3 separate regions of the Mus musculus genome follow, and all the other regions are linked to region 2. A link is a contact called in public ChIA-PET data. All regions are on one chromosome and are shown on one strand. The core of a region is the stretch at or near the end of the contact, and the rest is flanking DNA. Distances in the headings are between cores, read along the strand shown.

Region 1 (4,873 bases), core at 509-3,008, 210 kb after region 2:
TTTAGTAATAATCCAACTCTGCCTCCTGCTAAAGAGGAGATAGCCTTGAATAGAAGACTCCTCTGCTAACTGAGATATACCATAGGCCTCTGCATTCCACAGAGGCCATCATCCTTAAATCCTTTTCAGGTCACACTTTGAACAATTTAAGAGGAAATAGGAGACTGCAACTCTGGGCAAATGGGACAGTTGCACAGCAAAGTTATCATCAGGATTGTCATGGCTACTCCTGGTTGTCAACTTGACTACCTCTGGAATGAACTACAATTCAGAAATGGAGGGCACACCTGTGATCCAGATCTTGAGGCTGGAAGACAGGTTTTTGACCTGGATCTTGACATGGAGATCTTGAGCCATAGTGGCCATGAAAATCTTAGGCCCAGGCAAGGTACACACACCTTTAATTCTAGGAGACTGAGGTAAGCAAATCTTTGAGTTCAAAGTCAGCCTGGGACAAAGCAAGTTTTAGGTTCAGGTATGGTGGCACACGCCTTTAATCTAAGCCACATCTTCTACTGGAGGCCTACATCAGGACCTTGAAGAAAGAAGGTTCACTCTTCTTCAACTGATTGTACTTACTTGCTAGCAAGTCTGTTGGAATCTATTTCCACAGAAGACCAGCTTATACTAGCCTCACAGGCCTGACTTCCCACTCACAGCTGCCCATTGTTGGGTTAGTTGGACTACAGACTGTAAGTCATTACAATAAATTCCCTTACTATATAGAGACACTCCATATGTTCTATGACTCCAGAGAACCCTAAGACAAGGATTATTTCTTTTTTTTTTTTCCGAGACAGGGTTTCTCTGTGTAGCCCTGGCTGTCCTGGAACTCACTCTGTAGACCAGGCTGGCCTCGAACTCAGAAATCCGCCTGCCTCTGCCTCCCAAGTGCTGGGATTAAAGACGTGTGTCACCACACCCGGCTAAGGATTATTTCTTAAGTACACCAGTGTGGTTCTTTCAAGTAGTTGTTACCCAGGTTAATCATGCCCACCTGGTAGAGGTAAACTTTCCCTGTGCCTAGACAAAGAGTTAATGGCAGGCTGGGCCTTGCAGATGGTTGTGGTCCTGCATTGCCCCTGTGTCTTGTTTTAGGAATGCTCTTTGATGGGTATAATGGCAGGTTGTCTCCTTTTGCTGTGGGAGTGGAGCCTAACTGGAGGTCAAGCTGAGGGGATAAACAGTAAGAGAAACTTCTTCAGAGACCCCAAACTTCAATTATGGTAAAAGTTTTCTTTCTTACAGTTTGTAACAAACGTGGCAATAAACTACTTTTCTTCCAGTGTTATTGGTCCTTTTTAAGTAAGCTTATTAGTAAATCCTTTTTATATCAATCTACTTCAAGTTTCTCCAGCATCACCAAGAGCTCTAATTTCCAAGACAATTTCCTTTTCTTTAAGACGATTTACCTTAGTCCAATATCATGTTGGGTTTTTTGTTGCTCAAAAATGACTGATCAGTTATTTTTCCCCACTTTGTTCTGTAAATTCTTATTTTTTTAGGTTCCCTTAAAAGGCAAGGAATGGGGCTCCCCAAGAGAGTATAGGACCTGTTTAGCAAGACCGTTTCATTCCCTTTTTCTCCCTCCCTCCCGCCTGCTGCCTCTTTCCCCACTGCTTCTTTCAGCTCCTTCTCTCCCTTGAGGCTCCGGTCACCGCCTCCTTTCGGGATCGTCTGCCCCAATCAAAGATGGCGCCGCCGCTTCAATGCTAGCGGAAATGAGCTCACACGACACCGGAAAGGAAGGCGGGGAGAGCTAGCAGGCGGGTGGGTGACCGGCTGTGGGTGGGGCGGCGGCCCGGGCCCTGGCTCTGGCTTTTACGTTTAGGGCTAAGGAAGCTCCAGGGAGCGGTCGGCTCCTGTGAACTCCGTGGGGCTCCAGGGCTAGCGCTCTCGGAGGAGGCCACGGTGAACCCCTCGCCTCCGGCCCAAGCTCAGCGGCCTCGGAGCCCGCGTCCTGCCCGGCGGCGTCTGCCCGACCCTCCGCGGGCTTCGCGCGACCGCTCCGGCTCAGTTCGGGGCTGCGGTGGGAACCGCGGAGCTGGCTGGACAGGGCCCTTTCTCCCGAGGACCCGGCTGAGGAGAAGAAGCGGCGCGGCTGGCCCGACCCCCGAGTCCTGAGGTCAGGCCGTGGGCTCCGGGGCTCCCGGGCCGTGGACCCCGTCCTTGCCCCGCGTTCCCAGGCAGAGGATCCGCGACCTCGCCCGCGCCGCCCGGCTGCTCCTCGGAGTGTGGCACCGAGCCCTCTGGCGGGGTGATTTGTCCTCCTTGTTCTTGCTCGGGAGAGGCATCTATCTGAAGGGTACCCGTGCTCTTTAAAACTTTTAACCAAAGTGGAAATGCGTGTCCTCTTTTTCTGGACCACTGTCGATTTCCACTCTAGCCGAGGTCTGAGATCCCGTTGAGAGTAAAAAAACGAGAGAGAGAAAGGGGGAAAAGTACTTACAAAATAACTCTGCACTTGGTGTCCCTCGCCCGAGAAGGGCAGATGAACTTTGGAGTTAAGATGCAGGGAGGTGAGCCGGCATCGGTGATGAAAGTCTCCGAGAGTGAAGGGAAGCTGGAGGGCTTGGCCACAGCAGTGACCCCGAACAAGAACAGCGGCAACAGCAGCTGTGGGGGTGCCATCAGCAGTAGCAGCAGCAACAGCAGCCGCGGTGGCAGTGCGAAAGGCTGGCAGTACAGGTATGGCCCTCCAAAGTGATGTTCTGGGGTGGCTCGGAGTGTGATGGGGTCTGCATATCCCAGTTGGAAGGCCAATTCCAAAGCGGCTGATGATCTGACTTGGAGATAGAACCCTGCTTTCGTGAGCAGGATTGACTTTCTTCAGAAATTCATTCAACAGGTAATTTTTTGAGGCCCTTTGAGGAATTCAGAAATGTACCCCAGAGTTTTCTCGATTATCCAAGGGCTTATTCTTCCTCTGATTTATCTCTACACTCACTTCTGGTTTTTGCCTCTGTTGTAATCTGTTTACAAGCAAGCCTGAACGTCTCTTAGAGCAGAAACTGTGGAACTCAGCGCTTTGAGAGGCAAATGCTGGTCTTCAAAACTTGTGGAATGATTCGAGTAACAAGAGTCAGAGAAGATCTTATCCTTTGGTTGCTTGTGACTTAGAGAAGGGGAGGGACTTAAATACAGAGGCTGATAAGCAGTAGAGTGTAATCAGGCTACTTGAAAACTCTTGAAATTCTACATTTGTTAGTTTTTTTTTTTTTTTTTTTTGGTTTTTTCGAGACAGGGTTTCTCTGTGTAGCCCTGGCTGTCCTGGAGCTCACTTTGTAGACCAGGCTGGCCTCGAACTCAGAAATCCGCCTGCCTCTGCCTCCCGAGTGCTGGGATCAAAGGCGTGTGCCACCACGCCCGGCCATTTGTTAGTTTTTATTAATGTAAATGAAAAACTTGGAGAAATATCAAAAGCTTCATTTTGGTGCTTTAAAAAATATATGTATAAAGGGTTTGTAAAACAAAAAAATATATGTATATGTATGTATGTGTGTGTGTATATATATATATATATATACATATATATATATATAGTATAGGGAGAGATTACTACCCATAATTCTAAGAATGAATGGAATTAGGGCATCCTATAATGTTGGATCTACACTGATGAATACTGAAATTTTGGGTAACTGCTTGTATGTTTAATTCTAGTTGGTTTTGTTTGTTTGGTTTGGTTTTTGATTGTGTTAAACTCTTTGACTACACTTGTAAGACTTGGAAGGGGTAGGAACCAAGATGTTGTGAAAGCTACATATTTATCATGAGTACTATCCATATGTATGAACTGCGCGTGTGTTACAATATGCAGATGTGGGCTGGGCGTGGTGGTGCTCTCTCTTAATCCTGGAGCATGGGAGACAGGCAGGAGAATCTCTGTGAGTTTTGAGGCAAGCCTCATATCTGCATAGTAAATTCCAGCACAGCTAGGACTATATATCACCCTGTATCACCTAATATGCAAATATATGTCTATGTGAAATATGCAGGCATGAACCTACAGAAGTGAGAAGAGTAGCTAACTTTGTAATTGGCAATGGGGATTGAAGTCAAGTCAGTGTAACTCTCCCCCTTTGTGATTTTTTTCATTTTATTTTTTTATGGGTGTGAATGTTTGCCTGCATGTATGTATGTATGTATGTATGTTTGCATATGTGTGCACTGGCTCTATTGAATCTAGAAGAAGGCATCAGATCCTCTGGACCTGGACTCATCATGGAGCTGCCACATGGGTTCTGGGAACCAAACCCAGGTCCTCTGGAAGAGCAGCTAGTGTTCTTAACTGCTGAGCCATCTCTCCAGCCCCTCTCAATTTATGTGTTAAGATGAACCATAAGAAAATTCTTTTTTGTGGGGATATTTTGATATCATTCAAGGAAGTAAGGAAAAGTTCAAGATAACCAGAGGTCAGTCTTATAGTAGCAATTCTGAAAACCACTCTAAATTAAAGTGAAAAATGAAGTAGAATTAGAGCAAATATTAGGTGCTCAAAACTCATGGTCTCGCCGGGAGGTGGTGGCGAACGCCTTTAACCCCAGCACTCGGGAGGCAGAGGTAGGTGGATTTCTGAGTTCCAGGCCAGCCTGGTCTACAGAGTGAGTTCCAGGACAGCCAGGGCTATACAGAGAAACCCTGTCTCGAAACCCCCCCCCAAAAAAAACAGACCAAAAAACAAAACAACTCGTGGTCTCCTTTTCTTGGCTTCTCCCCCAGGTTTAGAGTCTAAAGATGTTTAAAACAAAATAATAACAATTACAAAAAGTGACCTAATCCTTTACTGCTTCTCAAACAACTCAGGCCATTTGCTCTGTCCCTACTAAGGAACAATGAGTACTTTTACGTCTTTCTTCCACCTGAGTTCCCT
Region 2 (4,530 bases), core at 889-3,388:
ACGGAGCGTTCACTCCTCCATGGTCTGTCTCCACTTCAGTTCCTGCCCTGAACGGGGATGTAGGAGGATATACTAGATAAAAAAACAAACTACAGTAATGCATCTGCCAGGCACATTCTCTACCATTAAGCTATGTAACCTGCTTCCCAAAAGAATCTTTCTAGTATGGCTTATGTACTTCACTAGGTAGCTCTTACACTTGGTCACCTTGGCCTGAGTTTGCTGTGTTGAAACGCACAGGATACCTTAAGGTCTGGGCTTTCAGACAAATCTTAGGAATATTATCCAAAAAAATCTTATTCATTATACTACTTTACCAACTTTAGTGTAATGTGAATTATTAAATATAAAGTTAGAGAAATTTTTCTTTAGAAAAGTAAATTTATAATTATGCTGAGAAGTTTTTTTACTTTTTGTTTTGTTTCTGCTTTTAAGTTAAATGATCTCTGTGGGGGCAGGTAGGAAAAAAAATGCCAAAAGATAAATCTGTTTTTCATGTATATCTTTTCACACTTTGGACAGATAGATCTTTATATTATTGTCTATAAAGTAGTACCTTTCATTTGTCGTTAAGGAAATAAATTTAAGCTGGTGGTATTATCACACAACATTAATCCCAGTGCTCAGAAGGCAGAGGCAGGCAGATCTGAGTTCTAGGCTAGCCTGGTCTACAGAGAGAGTCCCAGGACAGCCAGTACTACACAGAGAAACTCTGTCTCAAAAAAAGGAAGAAAAGAAAAAAGGTTTATTAGACATAGTGCAGGGACAGCTGTCTAATAGGGAACTGAGTACTGCCCACCTGAACTCCCCTGTATCAGTATAGAAAGTGGCAAGCCTTGAAAGCTGCCTTGCCTTCACATGCAGGTCTGTTATGTTTAACAAGTGAACAGAAAGGTCCCGACTGTTTTACAGAGGTTAAGTGATAGTGTCCAGTTGTCCTTTTATGTTCTGTTACACTGTGACATGACTTTATAACTCATAAAAATTATGTTCATGAACCAAAGTAATATGGAGTATCAAAGTCACTATCAGAAGATAGTTATACAGAAGATGTTAGCTGGACATGCCTGTAACCTTAGCACTTGAGAGATGGAAACAGGAGGATCAAAAATTCGAGGCCAATTTGGACAGAATAAAACCCTGTTTTAAAAAAACAACTACCACAAAAAAAAAAAAAAAAAACACCATTTATTTTAAATTTACAATTTAAAGTTGCTTTTCTACCTAGGAAGATTTTATTAGGTAAAATACTGATGCACTAATTTTTTTAATTTGATTTGCTATTTTTTTAGATTTCTAATTAAGCTCAACTTTAAAAGTATGTTTAAAAAGAAACAATAAGTAAAGGTATAAAACTCCTGAAAGTGTACCTCTGGGGCTGGGAGACCGCTCAATTGAAAGCTTAAGGACTTGAGTTTAGATCCCCAGCACCCACCTAAAAGCCTGGGCATGGCGATTCACATCTGTAATCCTTGCACTGGGGAGGCAGAGACGGGCAGATTCCTAGAACTTACTGGCCAGCCAGTCTAGCCAACTCTGAGCTCCAGGTGCAATGCAAGACAGTGCTGGAAAATAAAGTGGGGAGTGATTGAGGAACACACACACACACTGCGGATCACAGAGACAATGGCAGCTATAAAAGAAAGAATAAGTTAGACTTCATCAAACCTGGGAGAAGCTATCCATCAGAAGAAAATGTTAGCAGCCATGGCCTGGGAAACTATTTGTAAAGCAACCTGCATCCAGATGTACAACTAATACCTGCAACTTAGTAATAAAAAAACCCAATGAGAAATGAGCTTGAAAGGACTCTTCAGAAAGAGATTTATATGGTCAGTACATACACAACAAAGTACTCAATATTGTTATTGATCACAGGAATGCAAATTAAGACTAGATATCCATACAGAGCCACAGTTGAAGAAAAGTGACATAGCAAAAGTGAGGCTGTAGAGCAGCCAGGGTGCTCAGGCACTGTTTACAGAAGTGCAGGAGCAGAGCTTTCAGACAAACAGTAACCTCTACCAGGTGGAGTGGGTAGTTCTGTGAGTTTGGGGAACTAGCTACTCATTAGCCACTGGCACAGCCAGCATGCACGACAATTCCATTTCCCCGCACTCCCTGCCCCCAGCTAAGCCAGTTCTCTTTTCTACCACAAGACCCAGCAGACAGCTGACTGCTTCTGACAGTCGGTTTGGCCTGTCTCAGGGTCTTCCATGAGTCAGGATGTGGCATCTTGCACTGCTGATGCTTAGTAAAAGATCTGAGATTCTTTGATGGTTATATGTTCCTTAGTAACTGTTACTCAAGTTTCCGTACCCATTTAAGACCTAAACACCTCAGAGCAGTCGTTTACCCTAACAACAATAACAAGGTGACCAGAATTAACTACATAGAAGTGTATGAGAACAGTTCTGGCAAATAGAAATGTCTTCTGTTGTGATAGAATTACAAAGATACAGTATTTTGTTAAGATTATACTCCTAATATTTAAATATATGTAAATTTTATTTGGAAGAATATTATTAAAGATAAAAACAAGCCAGGTGTGTTGGCACACAAATTTAATCCAGTACTCAGGGGCAGCAGCACATGGATCTTTGTGAGTTCTGGCTCATCTTTGTCTACATTATGAGTTCCAGGACATCCAAGGTGAGATAGTGAACCCTATCTCAAAACAGCACAAAATTTAAAGAGTAGCTAGCACCAGTGCTGTCCATTGGCAGAGAAAGAACACTGCCAAACTTACCCGGGGAAGTCAGGATTTCACTACTGCCAAAGCCAGATAAGGATGATGTTTGTGTGAGGACCGACCTGCATTTGCATGTGTGTGAAAGCTAGCATCATTGTGTGTGAAAGAGGATCATGAGAGTGGAGGAAGAGATCTTAAGGAAATGGAAAGAGAGGGCAGTGGAAGACCTGTGCTGAAAAGCAGAAAGGGAGAAAGAAAACAGCTAGAAGGGAGGGAGGGAGGGAGATGAACCCATGGCGACAAAGTGTGCTGGCACCAAGTATGAGAGGCTGTTAGGAGAAATCCACTGCTTGGTAAGATGGCATTAAAACTGAGTGCAGTGAAAACAAAGTTGAGCAGTGGTACTTTTCAAACTGGATACTGAGTTTGGGGCCTCGTACTATTCTGTTTACTTTGTTCCTATTTGGGATTTTCTTCTTTAAAAGTTCAGAGAATGCTCACTTAGCTCAAATATTTATGTGGCCAAGTGTCATGAGCGTGTTGGTTAATAAAATTATAACTGGTTAATTTCAAATGCTACTTTGAAAAATATAAAACCTCATAGTAACATGTAACACTTATTTTGGACAGCCATGAAGAACTGTACTCAGGCCGTCCTTACGGAGCCCTGGATTCAGGCTTCAATAGTGTGGATAGTGGTGATAAGAGATGGTCAGGGAATGAGGTAAGTGTTCTGTTCATGTGTTAAAAATCCTGATTTTGAAAAATAAATTAAATTAAGGGGAATATCTAAATTGGAATTCAATTTATTAGGTAAAATAGAGAAATGTCAAAGAGCAAAAACCCTACATAGTCCTACCACCTGGGAATTCTACACTGTTTCTTTTAAAAGCACCTTTTGCCATGTATCCTCTTTCAGATTTGTTACCCAGTCTTATGCACAGATATTCTGGAAAGCTGAGTAGGAAGTGAGGTGGTTAAAGCTGAAGCCTAGTGGCTGTGGTAACACATTTCTATAACCCTAGCTAGCTCTCAGGAGGCTGAGGCAGGAGGACCATGGTTTGAAGATAGCCTGGCCTATGCAGTAAGTTCCAGAACAGCTTGCACTGCATAGCAACTGTCTCAACCCCATGAGAAGCCCTGACATCCATGTGAGGGCCAGGGTGGTCTGCGGCGGAGATGGTGATAGAATGGGTGTGCTGGAGGCTGGGAAAGTGCGCAGGACTGGACACTGATGGGTGAGGAAGGGGAACCTGAGCTTTAAGTGACAGCTCAAAAGTGGAGTCCTCTCCAGCAGGCACTGGCTGGAGCCCCACAGAAGGTGGCACAGCTCAGTGAGTTCATTCACATGCCACAAATTGCATGGGTTCTTGTTTTGATTAATTAATTCTATTAGAGTTTCCAATGAAATCCATTGCTTTGTAAAATTACTAGGATATATTTTAACTACCAATTAAAGGACTACACGTTTGCTAGAGGTGCTGATAACAGCCATTTTATAACACTGTGTCATTGAGATTCCAGACAGAAGCCTGGTGAGTAGCACAGTGCCTTGAATGCCTTCAATCTCAGTGTCAGGAGGCAGTGGCAGGTGGATCTCTGTGAGTTCAAGGCTAACCAGGACTATATAAGTCCAGGCCAACCAGAGCTACATAGTGAGACCCTGTCAAACCTAAATAAGTAAATAAATTAAATAAATAGTAAGTCAAAACAAAATTAGATCAAAACTTGAAATTTGTAGTTAGCTATATATGTATGTATGCATGTATGTATGTATGTGTCTTAGTCAGAGTTTCTATGCCTGCACAAACATCATGACCAAGAAGCAAGTTGGGGAG
Region 3 (4,310 bases), core at 1,405-3,904, 230 kb before region 2:
GATACCCAGTCTCAAAACATAAAGCAAAGCCAAATGCTAGCTCTCACACTTGGGATGTAGCTTAGCAATAGATTGCTTGTCTAATGAGCCTGAAGCCCTGGGTTCAACCTCAGAGCTACCAAAACAAACAAAACAGCAGCAGGAATGAGCTGTAAGCACCCAAGGCCAGATCTGAAGCAGGTCTAAAGGGCTGGAGAGATGGTTCAATGGGCTAAAGCAGTGGCTTTTTTCCCAGAGGACGTGTGTTCAATTCCCAGTGTCCACATAGAGCTCACAATTGTCCGTAACCTCAGCCCTAGGGGATCCAACACCTTCACTGTACACTCATGTAGTACACAGCCAGACAAATAGGCAAAATACCCATACACATAAAAATAAGCATTTAAAAACGAACAACCCAGACCTGATGTTTCAAGTCTGTTATCTAGTATTCAGGAAGCAAGAACATCACTGTGAGTTTGAGGATAGCCTGGGCTATGTAATTAATCTATGGGTATGGATATAGACAGAGTCATGGTTTAGGTATATTAAATTGTCAAAAAACAAATAAAAGGTATTTAAAATCTCCCCAAAAGCCAACTCTGAAAGTATTGGTACCAATTTGCCCCAAAGCGGTTGGATCACTAAATTCTGTGTTCTATAGAGAGGCTCCAGGGTGCGGGCGGTGGAGAAAACAGAGGGCGTGGCCAGAGAAGGAAAGGGGGATGATTCAGAGAGATGACCCATAGAAGTGTGACATGTCCTGGAACTGGGTCCTGTGGTGACAGGAGCAGAGCCAGGAGGGTCGGAGGGAGAGGCAGTGAAACTTAGAGTCAGAGGTGGGACATGATGAAGGGCTTCATGGGAAAATCCAGTCATTAGGCTGCCTAAGGCAGCTTCTGAGAGGTCCTTCCAGCTCCTGGAGGGGTCTACGAAGGCCCCACACATGTCTGGGTCTAAGCTGTCCGTTCACACTTGTTGGCACAAGACATCCCAAGACCAAGTTCTCAGCGCAAAGGAGATTTATTTGCCACAGAGGGACAGAGGTCAGGGAATAAGAGACAAAGCCCTGGAGATATCAGACGGAAGAAGAAGGGAAAGGGAAGGGTGGAGAGGGGGAAGGGATATTTGTTCTGTGGTGGGGGCAGGCAAAAGAGTGTCTCTAGATAGAGAGGAGACAGACGTGGCCCATAGGCAAATGACGATTTATAAAGGTAAAAGGGGAAACCCTGTGCTAGGATGAGGTGTTTAATTTTGATTGGATATTTTAATTTGGTGAACCAAGAGTGTGTTTTGATTGCCAGATTCAATACTTTGATAGCTGGACCTTGGTATAGTCAGCCTCAGGAGAAGGAAGTGTTCAAATAAGGGAATGAATGGACCTTGAGGGCTAGCTTTAGGAATATAATCTAAAGGTAGAAGGAATGAAGGAGACGGGCTAGGCCCGCCAGGGTCCTGTTTGCCTGTGTTCAGGCTAGCTGGAGTCCCTCCAGGCTAGACCTTTCGCCACCTCTGAAGAAGGTATTGAAGTCGTTGGCTCCGGGTCAGATAGAAAGCTCAGTGCTTCTACAGAAGAGGTCCTTCCTGGTAGAGCCTGGGCTCCAGAGTGAAAGTTCTGGAAAGGTGAGGACAAAGGTGGACCAGACAGGGAGCGTAACTCTGTGACTTCTGTCAGGAATGACTCACGAGGAAGCCCGGCAGCTATGCTTCCCATTAGGACCGTCAGTGACCTAGTCACAGAGGTGACAACGCTGCTTTGAGTGGCCACTGGGAAGATAGGAGGTCATTGCTAATGCAGGATGGAGACGAGACCCTTGGCCACAGGATACACAGGGAAAAGGGCATCCTTGGCCTTCTTTTAGAGAGCATCCAATCTTTTCGTTGGGTTAAGAAAGTGCCCCCCCCCCCCCAGCCTGCAGCCAAGGCTGAAACTCCACAGGCACATCTGTCCCCTCCTGCCCTGAGGTCCCCCACCCCTGCCCAAGGACATTCAGAAGAAGAGGATCTTTGTACAGGATAGTCTGTCGAGGAAAGCAAAGAGATGCAGGCGAGGGACTCAACAATAGATGTGACTGTAGAAGAGCTCGGCAGCCAGGCAGCAGAGGCAAAGGTCTGTGGCCGGACAGTCTCAGCGTGCTAGATGGCAAACGAGTCTAAAGGAAGGGACTGTAGTGTAGCATCGTCACGAGGATAAATTGAGATAGCATCAAGAAGGGCCTGCAAACATCTTTGAAAGGGTTCCTTCTGATGGGGGTGGGGTGGAGTTAGCAGGCAGGGAGTACAATGGAGCCAGGAAGTAAAGTGGACACCTCTGTTGGCTCAAGTGGCAGGTCCCTACACCTCAGGAACTACCCGTCCTGTGCGCTTGCATGTACTGCCTTGCTTTGCTTCAAATGTGCCTTATTGCCTGGACAGACTCAAAGGCCCCCTACCTCTGCCCGCAGGACCAAACTCTGACTGCTGTTTCTGCAGGTCCTTTCTTTTGGGCAGTCTCCTCCATGCCCTGACCTCTGAGGGAGGATGGTCAAGCCACTGTTTAACAAATAAGTGGCTTGTGTCTTTGTTGCCAGGAGAGGCTGAGAAGTAGTTGACCTTTTCCATGCTCAAAGGAGTGGTCTTTGCTACTGTGTTTGCTACTTTGTTTTCTGGTTTCTTGGTGGGTTGAATACCTCACAAAGACATGCAAAGTAGTCTCAGGGGCCTCTTCGCTCTAGACTGGGACTAACACTCTGTAGGCCCAGGCTCCTCCTAGTTTCAACCTTTGCCCTCAAGATGGGTCTTTCTGTTCGGCTCAGCTCATCCTTTCTCTAGCGTCTACTCAGTTGCTGCTCCAAACGAGTGTGATTTGTCGGCACCTCACATGTTGAGAAACAGGGCAGTTGTGCCACACAAATGTCAGCAATGGTGGCTGTTCTCACAACGGACCCTGGCCCGTGTGGTAGGCATCTCTGTCCTCTCCGTGTGTGTATGTTTCAGAACTCACAGGCATTGACTCTGTACTTTGGACTTCAAACAGTGCCTTGTGGTGAATTCAGGAGATGAAGGCAATTCAGGCTTTGAAGCTGCTCACTTCCTGAAAGCCTGCTCAGGCCAGTGACTTCACACACTAAGATGGAGAAGTCATAGTCCTTGCCTCCCAAAGCTCTCTAACTTAGGTGATCTGTTTCAAGTCACACTGCCCAGAAAGTAAGGCAGCTGGGACAAGAAACAGGTTTCCTTAGCCACAGAAATGCTGACAAGAGAGAACCATCATTCACTTATTTGTTACTTTAAAGGGTGACCTAAGGTTGGACTCTAAGTGCCTGACATTGTTCTCAGGTGCCCCTTATGTGCACAGTGAAGAATAAAACAGTCCCTGGAGCTAAGAGCTTGCCAACTGCAAACTGGTATTAAATAATTACAGAAATGTTCCCCAGGGAGGGATGAGGATAAAGGAGGTGTTGAGAGGGCTTGGTTTAGACTGGACCTGGGATGGGCTGTCTGAGTAACTGCTGTGTGTATGAGCTGAGCCCTGATGGTTGAAGAGGAAACACAGGGAGCGCGTGCCAGGCACGAGTCGACAAGGCAAGAGCATGTGGGGCATTCTCAGAGACAGGCCCATTGGGGGCTTAGAGAGGTGGCAGGAGCTGTATCCTGCAGGTCCGAGAGCTGTGGGATGGATTCTGGATTCTGAGTAACTAATGCGGGCAGGCAGTGAGGCGACACACGCAGGCTTTAGAAAGACCTTTTGTCCTGGATACTGCGATTGAAAATGGACAGAGCCGTGTAGCAGTGGGATAAGAGGACAGCCAGGAGTCAGGGAGGCTCCAGGCAGAAGATGCTGGCATGGTGGTGGCATAGAGACCCAGAAAGAATGAAAGACCCAGCAACTGACATTCTAGCAAGCCTGCAGAGACACAGAAATGAGGCGGCACCAAATGTCGCTTGGTGAGCTTGGACAGAGACTAACGACTTCACGTACTTTGCCTCTCTGGTGTTACAATCTCTGTCACTGTCCCAGTTTCATAGGTAAGTACCCCAAGCCTCGGGGGAATCAGATAATTTGCCAGAGTCACACGGCAAATGTTCGTCAGCATAACTCTAGGTGTCAGCTCATAGTCACGTCATGGACTCATTGGTTTCTGCCATTTCCTGTCCACATCTTGCTCAGAAAGAACCTTATTAGGACCAGCCAAAAGCACTGTGCCTGGCAGGAGTCACAGCAGGCAAAGCCACCCTGTTTCTCCCTTCCCTCCATCCCAAGTCATAGAGTCCCCGAGTGGAGGGCAAGGGAACTGGCCAAATCAAAGGTCAGATTCATTGTCCCCGCCTCCTAGAGCGCTTTTGTTTCC

What was found. ChIA-PET counts read pairs in DNA pulled down with a chosen protein or histone mark.
Region 1: a contact with region 2 is called in an RNA polymerase II ChIA-PET map of memory CD8 T cells, with 40 read pairs. The contact joins the promoter of Osbpl11 here to the enhancer-like site in region 2. A contact is called at or near these places in 4 of 115 datasets of contacts at active chromatin or transcription factors (the SCID.adh cell line, embryonic stem cells, memory CD8 T cells and 1 more) and 1 of 9 other capture datasets (pancreatic islet).
Region 3: an RNA polymerase II ChIA-PET map of memory CD8 T cells shows a contact between it and region 2, with 14 read pairs. The contact joins two enhancer-like sites. A contact is called at or near these places in 6 of 39 promoter capture datasets (the 3T3-L1 cell line, cranial neural crest, embryonic stem cells and 2 more), 1 of 115 datasets of contacts at active chromatin or transcription factors (memory CD8 T cells) and 1 of 9 other capture datasets (adipose tissue).

The regions. Positions count from the first base shown.
Region 1 is chr16:33,183,313-33,188,185 of GRCm38.p6, forward strand. Osbpl11 (oxysterol binding protein-like 11) reads left to right here and starts at 1,759. Exons shown (of 13, transcript NM_176840.3): 1 at 1,759-2,688. The coding sequence starts at 2,492.
Region 2 is chr16:32,970,558-32,975,087 of GRCm38.p6, forward strand. It overlaps Lrch3 (leucine-rich repeats and calponin homology (CH) domain containing 3), which reads left to right. Exons shown (of 21, transcript NM_001081255.1): 7 at 3,323-3,416. Among named protein-coding and RNA genes, the nearest start is that of Lrch3, 59 kb to the left of the region's middle. Within about 2 kb of position 2,139, at least 44 of the 459 cell types and tissues checked have an H3K27ac peak or open chromatin away from gene starts, as enhancers often do. A contact at or near this core is called in the SCID.adh cell line, memory CD8 T cells and microglia, where this site is marked.
Region 3 is chr16:32,737,522-32,741,831 of GRCm38.p6, forward strand. The region is part of intron 1 of Muc4 (mucin 4); the gene reads left to right. Among named protein-coding and RNA genes, the nearest start is that of Muc4, 3.8 kb to the left of the region's middle. Within about 2 kb of position 2,655, at least 22 of the 459 cell types and tissues checked have an H3K27ac peak or open chromatin away from gene starts, as enhancers often do. A contact at or near this core is called in memory CD8 T cells, where this site is marked.